3 separate regions of the Mus musculus genome follow, and regions 1 and 2 are each linked to region 3. The links are chromatin contacts, called in public HiCAR-type and promoter capture Hi-C maps. All regions are on one chromosome and are shown on one strand. Each heading gives the region's core, a stretch centred on a gene start, on an enhancer-like site or on the middle of the called end of the contact. The rest is flanking DNA. Distances are from core to core; before and after follow the strand shown.

Region 1 (3,502 bases), core at 635-3,134, 1.8 Mb after region 3:
TCCAGTCCCTGTGGTACCCAGGAGATCTTGACACAACACCATATTAAAGCCAGTTCTAAATCTGACTTGGACTGAGTTGCTCCCTCTGCTAAGCTACACATGCTTCACACTTCACGTAACGTGCCTGCTCATGCATGTCCATCGCTTTGTAGGTTCTGTGTAGCTTATGTCCATCCTCAACTGCTCAAAAGTCAAAATACCAAAGCCACAAACTGGTTGGCTGTTAACTCCTCTTGGTGTTTCTATAGCACCTTCAAGGCAAGATGGTTTATTCCGCCAGTCTTCAGGGGTGTATGCCTGCCTGTAACTGTAGCAGTTGGCAGATAGAGGCAGGAGGATCAGAGATCAAGGTCATCCAGAGCTATCCAGAGAGTTCAAGGCCAGCCTAGGACACATGAGACCCCGCCTCACAAACAGGTAAATAAACATTGATTCCTGCAGACGGTTCCCCTCTTCCCATCCAACCCATAGATCCTAAACAGTCTCCGACCAACTTACTCAGAAAATTAAAAGGTCAAGAGCTGACTCAGGAAGAGGGAGAACCAAAGTTGCCAGGGCAACAGGCTGAAGCCATGTCTCCTTCCTCCCCTCTCTCACTTCATCAAGCTCCTCCTAGAGTCCTGCAGGATTTCTCAGCAGGGGCAGGGGTGGGTGAGGAGAGACACATGGGCTTTACGCCGACAATACCTACGTGATACCGGGGGTGCTTGGATCCTACTAGAAAGTTGAGTAGCCTTTTCTCCCCCTTGTAAAATGTAGTTGAGTGAGCATGTTGAGAGTCAGTCTACTGTAAGTAACCCTCATATTAACACTAGACAACTTCTCCCTTCTGAGACATTGAGAAAACAAAGCTTGTCTCTCTCATAAAGGGGAAATACCCCCGGGGGACATTATAGGCTTACTTTATGGGTCCGGTTACTTTTTTCCCCACTGAATGTTCTCCAAACAAATGAGACAAGTTACTTATTGCAGATGCTGAAGCAGATGTAGGATCGATTATCTGGGCAGGACTGGGCCAGGGATGGATTAAGCCAAGGGGAAAGTCGAGTCACCTCAGGCAGGCCACTCTGGGCTTGACGGCTCCCGCTGGAGTGGGGGGAGGCACAGGAAGTAACACCGACCATCCGGATGTGGGGCACACTCCCCCTGCTGGCCAGAAAGGACCAGACACCACGATTTCTGCATTGCTGTGGAACCGACTCCACGGGGCACACAACCCAGCCACTTCCATCCAAAGCAGTACCATTCCCTGGCAAAGTCACTCAGCAGTCCCAAACCACCACGTTTAAAAACACAAGGAAGTGAGCTCCAGGAGTCTTGCCGTGGGCTTGTTCCCATGTTTATTAAATCTAGTTTTATCAGCCAAGGTTTCCATCTGGAAAGCCACCATTAGCTTCTGGTCCTTGGCCTCAAACTTCAGCCCTCCCTAGGTAGGGATCCCTATGATAAAAGGCAGCTGGTGGGGTGGCAGCGGAGCAAACTTACCAGGCTGAACTCCAGAAACCAGGGTGATTTCTGGCTCGCCAGGTAGTTGGACTCTAAGCTCCAGCCAGCATGGGCTCTCTAGTTGTTATGTGAACAGCACACTTCGCATGCCCCCTTTCTTATTGTGGCTGCCCACGGCAAAAGCAACCGCAATGGCGAAGAAGCACGAGACACCCTCCTGAGCCAAGCTTCCCCTGGGAGTTTCTTTCCTTCTCTAGCATGATCATCTTTATCACCCAGCTACGGGCTAGAGCTGTCCTTCATTGCCAAGGGACTCACACCGAAGATAATCATTTGTCGAGCATGTGTGGATTCTGTCAGCCTGCCAGAGACCAGTGTTTGTTTTTGCCCCTCTCTCTGAGCATGTCAATTCTCAGGACGGATTACTGGTTCCAGACAATTGCCAAGGTCAAGGAAGTCACTGGTCGCTCTGTGCTCTAACTCAGTGCTCCAGCCCAGTGCTCAGGCTTCATGAAGAACTGGATGTGTTGGCCCTAATTCTGATCTTGCCCTTTACAGCTGTGCATCATTAAACAAATCTCTTCCCTACATGTGTTATTAACTTAAAAATTCCAGGACCTGGGATATGAGGCTCATATCAAAGGGACACTTCTAGCCCTGTATTCACAGCCATGAATCAATCACCTTCAAGAAAAAGTTAAAATCCGAATCACCTATTTAATGATGCTCAGATGCCCAGACAATATCCCAGTCAGTGTTTTTAACAAGGGAAAAATCAGTATGAACCACGGGTTGTGAAGTTGTACCAGGCTGAGATGATGCTTCTCTGTAAGCCACAAAACAGTTTGCTTAAAACATACAAGAAGTCAGTTTTGATCCTTAATCATCAGGGAAATGCAAATCAAAACAACCCTGAGATTCCACCTCACACCAGTGAGAATGGCTAAGATCAAAAATTCAGGTGACAGCAGATGCTGGCGAGGATGTGGAGAAAGAGGAACACTCCTCCATTGTTGGTGGGATTGCAGGCTTGTACAACCACTCTGGAAATCAGTCTGGCGGTTCCTCAGAAAATTGGACATAGTACTACCGGAGGATCCAGCAATACCTCTCCTGGGCATATATCCAGAAGAAGCCCCAACTGGTAAGAAGGACACATGCTCCACTATGTTCATAGCAGCCTTATTTATAATAGCCAGAAACTGGAAAGAACCCAGATGCCCCTCAACAGAGGAATGGATACAGAAAATGTGGTACATCTACACAATGGAGTACTACTCAGCTATTAAAAAGAATGAATTTATGAAATTCCTAGCCAAATGGATGGACCTGGAGAGCATCATCCTGAGTGAGGTAACACAATCACAAAGGAACTCACACAATATGTACTCACTGATAAGTGGATACTAGCCCAAAACCTAGGATACCCACGATATAAGATACAATTTCCTAAACACATGAAACTCAAGAAAAATGAAGACTGAAGTGTGGACACTATGCCCCTCCTTAGAAGTGGGAACAAAACACCCATGGAAGGAGTTACAGAAACAAAGTTTGGAGCTGAGATGAAAGGATGGACCATGTAGAGACTGCCATATCCAGGGATCCACCCCATAATCAGCATCCAAACGCTGACACCATTGCATATACTAGCAAGATTTTATCGAAAGGACCCAGATGTAGCTGTCTCTTGTGAGACTATGCCGGGGCCTAGCAAACACAGAAGTGGATGCTCACAGTCAGCTAATGGATGGATCACAGGGCTCCCAATGGAGGAGCTAGAGAAAGTACCCAAGGAGCTAAAGGGATCTTCAACCCTATAGGTGGAACAACATTATGAACTAACCAGTACCCCTGAGCTCTTGACTCTAGCTGCATATGTATCAAAAGATGGCCTAGTCGGCCATCACTGGAAAGAGAGGCCCATTGGACACGCAGACTTTGTGTGCCCCGGTACAGGGGAACGCCAGGGCCAAAGGGGGGGAGTGGGTGGGTAGGGGAGTGGGGGTGGGTGGGTAAGGGGGACTTTTGGTATAGCATTGGAAATGTAAAGGAG
Region 2 (3,339 bases), core at 570-3,069, 1.9 Mb after region 3:
ATGGGCAGACTGGTTCTGCTCACAGTGTAGGGCAGTTATGGTGTTGCTACTTATGCTGAAAAGACCCTGCGGCTAAGTTATTGTTAACTCAGGTTTGCTAACTAGCTAGTCACAAGCTGGGATTTTTCCTTATGAGAGAGTAAGCCTGAGCCTTCTCTGGCTCAGTATGCAAAACTACCCAGCATCCCTTCCACCTGGCCATCCTCACTGCACCTTCAACTCTAACACTTCCTGTGTTCTTCGTTATTCTTTTAAATTGCCCCTTTTAATCTCAATAGTTATTTCCCAAAAGAGCATAGTGTTTTAAATTACAAAAACAAAGCCACTCTCACCACCAGAAATGAATAATAGAATATTCAGAAATGAATAAATATAGTATTATAAGGCCTTATACATAGCAACTCATGGAATAAAACTGGAAAATGGATAGTATTCTCAACATGAATCAATAGCAAATGTTACAGGCTTTCGCTTCATCAATAACGATCTTTAGCAGTGACAGCGGTCAGGCCTCATACTATGGGGAAAACTAAATTAAGAGGAGAATGACACGCCATGGCTGAAGTCAAATTAGTGTCAACTACAAAAGTCAATCTACTAACACCGGGGCTGAAGTCTGCCCCAGATCCTTGGAGATCAGATAATATGATAGGTCAATTCTATGACCAGAGGCCATTTCCCCAGGACAGCTGAGAACAGGTGGACACAGGAAACAGACATAAAGTTCCAGCAGCAAGCTACAGGCATTGAACTACAGAAAATGCCTTACACTTGGCCTGTCTATATTAAGTCTATACCGTTTTATATAAGCTTTTAACACCATACCCAGATATCAACTCCATATGCTATATCCCAGCCATCCTTTAATCTATAGTCAAGGAAAACACGAAGTATCTTTTTCTGATGGTATATTCCGGTCCCTTCCTATTTGGCATGAAACTTGGTGCTCACTTGTTTCAGACAAGAAGTAGGACCTCATTCCATCCCTTCACAGGCCAGCAGAGCCAAGAGCCAATCCAAAGCAGTTCTGGCACCCATGACAGAGCCAGGACTCTGGCCCAAGGTCCTCAGCCAGTAATTCTGGGAGTAGCCACTACTTCATATCCACACCAAAAAAAGGGGGGTGGGGAGAGCTTCACGGCCTAGCACTGCCCTAAGCATCGCCCTCACCTCATAATCCTTTGGGGAAAAAAATCTAAGTTACAGACTTTCTTAGAGAGAAACACAAACCTTCTCTTTTATCTTTCATTTAAGCAAGGAAAGAGAATCCGAGTGAACGTGAGCTTAAATCAGCTGTAGCATATTGTCCTGGGCCAGGAATATCTTGATGGCCACCCATCTTACAAGCAGAGGTGCAGGGTTGTCTGAGGCAGAGAGAAGTTAGGCTCACGATCATGTAAGGTTTCTGATCGAAGTCTGTACCAAGTCTGAGTACAAGTCTGACTTCTAAAAAAAATTGCTACTGTCTGTTTGGTAGACTGGGAGGGTTAGAAGCCGCTGAGAGGGTCAGCAGCCCCTGGGAACCAAGGCACAAGTCTCAAGGCCACTTCAGACTCACTACTTCAGAATCTTCAATTTAACAAAACTGTCAGCTTGACACTGCACGGTCAAGTTCAACACGCAGTAATCCAATGGCTGTGTGGTCTGGCACCAACACCTTGCCTTCTTCCGTCATGGTCAAAGCACTGCTTTTTAGAAACACAGGAACTGTCATTCCATTGAAAGCCCTATCAAAGCAGCCAGCCCTGGTGGGCAGGGGACTGAAGACAATCAGCTTCTGTCTGCAGCAGGCAGCTCCAATTAGTGCAGCAGAAAAGCAGAGACTTGACAGGCCTCAGACAACGGCCCCAGACCCTCAGTGTCCCAAAGAGTACAGAGTAGGTTCTCACACCGCCTCTAACGGGCTGCAGGCATCGTGGGCTTTATTTATCTGCTCGGTTGCCTTGGAAATTTATATTGATGCCGTTTTATCTGCCAGAAAAATAACGGTAAGTAAAAGGAAACGGGAGAGGAAGCACACTGAGGCCTGCCCTTCGGGGAGCGACCTGAGACCCTGTGCTGTTAGTTATACAGCAGTGACCTTGTTCTGCTCTGACACTCTGGCAGGGCTTTTCCCTGAACTCACCCATGCTCCACGCTGCATTCTTCCTACTTGTAGGGCGGTTCCTGCCCCTATCCCATGAACCTGCATCCCCTACCCCAAACTACCACATTCCCTAGCCAGCCAGATAATGAAGGCAAGGCTCTTCTAGGACAGGTTAGGGCCCTCAGCATTTCTCAAACAGCCTCGGGGGAACTTGAAAAAAAATGCTGGGTCCTTCATAAGGCCCCACCGCTCGAAGAAGGCATGGCTTGATTTGGAAATCTCAGAGGTTCAGAGTGAGTGCCCTGGGGGGCAGGAAACGCTATGCCCTGTCACAGACTTCAGGCATGCTTAGCTTCATTTGTCAATATGCTGGAGGTTAAAAATGAGCGCATGGAAGAGGCATGTAGCTCTCCCTCCTAGCTACTGTTCTCAGAGTGCTGCCCTGAGAACTGTGGGGCCAGGAGGCAAACAGCCACTATCGACCTCCCAGGGCTTCCCATCACAGGGAACACAGAACTATCCTTGCTTCTCCTTCTTCATGTATTTCCTGGCCCCTATTAATTCCTCCTTTGTAATTCCAATTTCAATTTCTACTTTGTGATTTCAGTTTCTTTCAAGTTGGTTGCTGCTTCTTTGTAAACAGGCAGCTTTGTAATTTTTTTTTTTTTGTAAGTAACTCAGGTTACTGCTAAGCTGAGAAGTCATTTCTATCATACAGTCACTTTCTAGATGCACTTCCAGCCAGGCCAGGTCCCCCTCTCAACTCCAGTGTAGAAAAAGTCTGCTCAGGACCAGAAACCCTCAGGGAGGGAAGAGTCACTTCATGTGACTTGCTCTCATCTCCCAGGACAGCCATCTTGTAGCTTATTTCTGATGGTTGGTACAAAACAGAAAGCTTGAAGAGTGCCCTTAACAAGGAGTCACTGGTAAATGGGTACCACATCAGGGACAGAAGCAGAAAAAGTACACAGACATGGGCCATAAAAGAAAGCTGCCGGTTGGGGGGGGGGGGGTGGAATACCACAAGGTGGTTCCAAGAGAGCAGGCTAGTGGAGAGGGAAGGACACAGCAGCTAGAACAGAGGCAGTGGGTGGGGGGGAGGGGTATGAACCCCAAGTGGTATCAACTGTAGCTACTGGAACATCCACTCTGCTCCAGCCTAAGTGGAAAACCCACTTCACTGGGGCTATCTTTCCTTCTGGGATGCATAAGCCAGTTTAAAGCACGACTTTTTCTCCCCAGTACTTTACAAC
Region 3 (3,293 bases), core at 189-2,688:
CAAAATAGAGCTGGAGAGATAGCTCAGCACTTAAGAGAGTGTCTTGTTCATTTAGAAGACATGGATTTGGTTTTTTAGCGATTACATCGGGCAGCTCACAACCACCTGCAATCCCAGCTCCAGCGGATCTGTCAGCCTTTTCTGGCCTCCGCGATCACCCAAAACGCATACAGAACACACACACATAGATAAAAAAAAAAAAAAAACCTAAAAGTGGACAAATGAGCAGTAGACAGGGTTTTGGGAGAATACTGTTGCTGATGGAGGGAACAACACAGGCGAAACATGAAGATGGGAGTAAGGAAGGAGGTTAAGTTTTCTGGTCAGGATGCGGTATATATGTGAAAAGTAAAAACAACTGACTTGGGTGCCAATGTGGGTTTATATTCAGGGAAAAACTGAAGAATCTTTAAGGGGTGGGTGATACTGGGGACTACTGCTGCCGCTCTTCTTCCTCCAGTGTGTCCTAAACGGTTTCTTTTGTCTTTGTGGGCACAGCAACATACCAAACTTCAGAAAACCAATGAAACAAGAGAACTCTTCTCTTCTACCTAGAGTCGGGTGTGTGTGTGTGTGTGTGTGTGTGTGTGTGTGTGTGTGTGTGTGTAAGGGGATTGGGGTGGGGATGAGGGAAGGATGGATGAACGGGTGGGGGTGGCATCTCTCAAGAGTTAGGGCAGAAGACTCCAGTTAACTCTGCACAAGCCTAGGCCTGAAACTGGCACTGGTCTTCAAAGAGGAATGGACTACCAACAATTGGAGGGTAGTCAGCTCCCAGCAGACTACCCAGCAGGCCTGAGTACCAAACAGAAAGACTTAGTATACATAGGTCGGTGATAAGAGCACTGGCTTAGTGTGTGACTGAGGTCAGTACCTTGTCAAGGGTGTGCGCGTGAGTTGTGCGTGTGTGTTGGGAGGATGTCAGAAGACCTGTACCACCCAGGTGGACAGGGACCTGTATCTATGTTCAGTGATCTTAAGGTTTCCTGCCACCGAGATTTTGATGTCATTAAGGGGGTACCACTGAGCAAGCAGGCTGCCCAATGAGGAATCCGGAAAGGCAAGCAAAGCTTGGTGGGGGTGTACTGTGGCCAGGGCAGGCTTTGGGCGGACTCTTTCTTGTCTGCACGGTTTTGGGGTCCACATGGGTCCCAGGACTCCTCCGTGGGCCTCTGTCGGCTCACGGGCCTCGGCGAGCTCCCGCTTCCGCAGGGCCTTCTCCGACAGGACCCGCACACTGCAGTCCGGGCTCAGCTCCCTTAACCCCACCAGCACACGGACCTCTGGGGCCGTGGAGAAGCCGGCCGCGGAGGGCGGCGCGCGCCATGCAGGTCCCGCAGCTCCCCGCCTCGGCCTCGCGCCTGCCGCCCCCGCGGCACGGCCAGCCGCAGCCCCAGTGAGGAGGAAGAGGCGGAGGAGGAGGCGCCGCCCCCTTGGCGAGCTCGGCGCCCGGGCGGCCTTGGCAGGACCCATGGCGGATCTCTCGCCTGCGCCGGCCCTGCGGGAAGGCGGCCCCCGTGCGCACCGGCCCTCGGCGCCCTCCCCTCCGCCGCGCTCTCGCTCCACCTCGGAGCCCGAGGAGGCCGAGCTGTCGCTGAGCCTGGCCCGCACCAAGACCCGCTCGTACGGCAGCACGGCCAGCGTGCGGGCGCCTCTGGGCGCCGGCGTCATCGAGCGCCATGTGGAGCACCGGGTCCGCGCCGGGGACACGCTTCAGGGCATCGCGCTCAAGTACGGAGTCACGGTGAGCAGGGCGCGCCGCCGCGGCCCCGGACCTGCGGCCCTCGGGCGGGGTCGGGGGTGGGAGCGGAGGGTGGGGAACAGGCCGTGCGTCCCCGCGTCCCCGCGCCGCATCCCAGCGCGCACTGCTGCAACTGCAGTGGGCGCCTAAGCTGCTGCTGCTGCTGCTGCTGCTGCTGCTGCTGCTGCTGCTGCGGAGAGGGGCGGCCGCCAGAGCTCCCCCGACCAGCTAGTGCATGGCCTTCCCAGTGCCCTGCCAGTCTCAGCTCGTATCTGTCGCGCGAGAAACAAGGAGGCCCGCGTTTTGGGCACTACCCACAGCCACCTTTCCCCGTTTTCCTCCCCGGAGCTCACTACCTATTTACTCAAAGCCACACCGATACGAATTCTGCGCTGTGTAAACAAGCTGTGATGAGTCAGGATGTACAGTTCTTCCCGTGGATGGTTCTGGTTCTATCGATTCTGCTTCTTTATTTAGAAGTGAAATTACACCCCTGTGCTCACTGGCGACCCTGAACGTGACACCTGTCTAAACAGCAGCCTGGAACTGTGGTCTAGGTGAGCTGGAGGGCCGTGTTTTACGAATTTATAAGGGTGTGCGTCTTGGGTATATTTCATTACACCTTGGGGAAGATCACGGAAACCCGAGGGAACAAATTGTTTCATTAAAATTACTTATAATTAACTGTGAGCTGTGTGATGGCCTTTTTACATTGGAACTCAGTATCCGTTTTCAATGATCTTTCCTGAAAGCGTCGGGGCAGCAGTCAGAATTAAAATGATCTCGCCTGTATCTTCAGAGTAACCTATTTTGCATATTTAACCAGGTGTTTGTTTACCAGCAAGTCTTTCTATCTATCATTTAAGCGTTTTGAGAGCTTGATCAAACCATTTTGAGACCCTTCTCCACAGTTCTAAATGTTCTTACAGCCTGCCTTCAAGCATTCACTGAGGGCTGGTTTGGGTCAGAGCCTAGGAAAAACAGAACTGAAAAAAAAAATCTAAGTGTATGAGTGTTTTGCCTGAATTAATGTATGTGCACCTTCTGTGTGCCTGGTGCCCAGAAAGACCAGAAGAGGGTGTCAGTTACCCTGGTAATGAAGTTACAGAGGTTTTGTAACTCATCATGCATGTGCTGGGAATTGAACCCTGGTTCTCTGAAAGAGCATCCTGTGCTTTTAACTACGGAGCCACCTCTCCTGCTTCTGTTTGTTTCCGCGTTTTTCTTACTTAATTTGGCTTTCATAAGAAGCCTAAGGGGAGACAGGTGTGGCTCATCTTTCTGCAGATGAGAAGGTAGATAAGTGGTCAGGGTATTTCCAAATATGGTTATTACCAAGACCGGCTTGAGTTGACACAGGGATAAAGGGTCTTCTTTGCTCTAAATATTACTTCCGGTTTGCATTCTTAGCCAGAGCTTTCGGCATCCTGCTCACTGAAGGAGGAGGGTCACTTTTGTCTGGTTTCTGTGCATCTTAGCTACTAGGCTAGTATGTGTATACTTATGAATCTGTGATATCCAAAAGAGGCCATTATTTTTTCTGTTCTCTCCC

The links. Promoter capture Hi-C pulls out the DNA fragments that hold promoters and counts their contacts. HiCAR-type assays count read pairs that join an accessible place to other places.
Region 1: a promoter capture Hi-C map of cranial neural crest shows a contact between it and region 3. The contact joins the enhancer-like site here to the promoter of Lysmd2 in region 3. A contact is called at or near these places in 7 of 39 promoter capture datasets (the 3T3-L1 cell line, cranial neural crest, hippocampal neurons and 3 more), 2 of 115 datasets of contacts at active chromatin or transcription factors (embryonic forebrain and embryonic limb bud) and 1 of 9 other capture datasets (embryonic stem cells).
Region 2: a HiCAR-type map of astrocytes shows a contact between it and region 3, with 5 times the contacts expected there. The contact joins the enhancer-like site here to the promoter of Lysmd2 in region 3. A contact is called at or near these places in 4 of 39 promoter capture datasets (cranial neural crest, hippocampal neurons and liver), 1 of 115 datasets of contacts at active chromatin or transcription factors (astrocytes) and 1 of 9 other capture datasets (embryonic stem cells).

What each region holds. Positions count from the first base shown.
Region 1 is chr9:77,376,162-77,379,663 of GRCm38.p6, forward strand. All of the region lies in intron 3 of 5730403I07Rik (RIKEN cDNA 5730403I07 gene), which reads right to left. Among named protein-coding and RNA genes, the nearest start is that of 5730403I07Rik, 22 kb to the right of the region's middle. Within about 2 kb of position 1,885, at least 5 of the 459 cell types and tissues checked have an H3K27ac peak or open chromatin away from gene starts, as enhancers often do.
Region 2 is chr9:77,494,907-77,498,245 of GRCm38.p6, forward strand. The region is part of intron 2 of Lrrc1 (leucine rich repeat containing 1); the gene reads right to left. Among named protein-coding and RNA genes, the nearest start is that of Lrrc1, 48 kb to the right of the region's middle. Within about 2 kb of position 1,820, at least 90 of the 459 cell types and tissues checked have an H3K27ac peak or open chromatin away from gene starts, as enhancers often do. A contact at or near this core is called in astrocytes, where this site is marked.
Region 3 is chr9:75,624,294-75,627,586 of GRCm38.p6, forward strand. Lysmd2 (LysM, putative peptidoglycan-binding, domain containing 2) reads left to right here and starts at 1,439. Exons shown (of 3, transcript NM_027309.2): 1 at 1,439-1,744. The coding sequence starts at 1,472.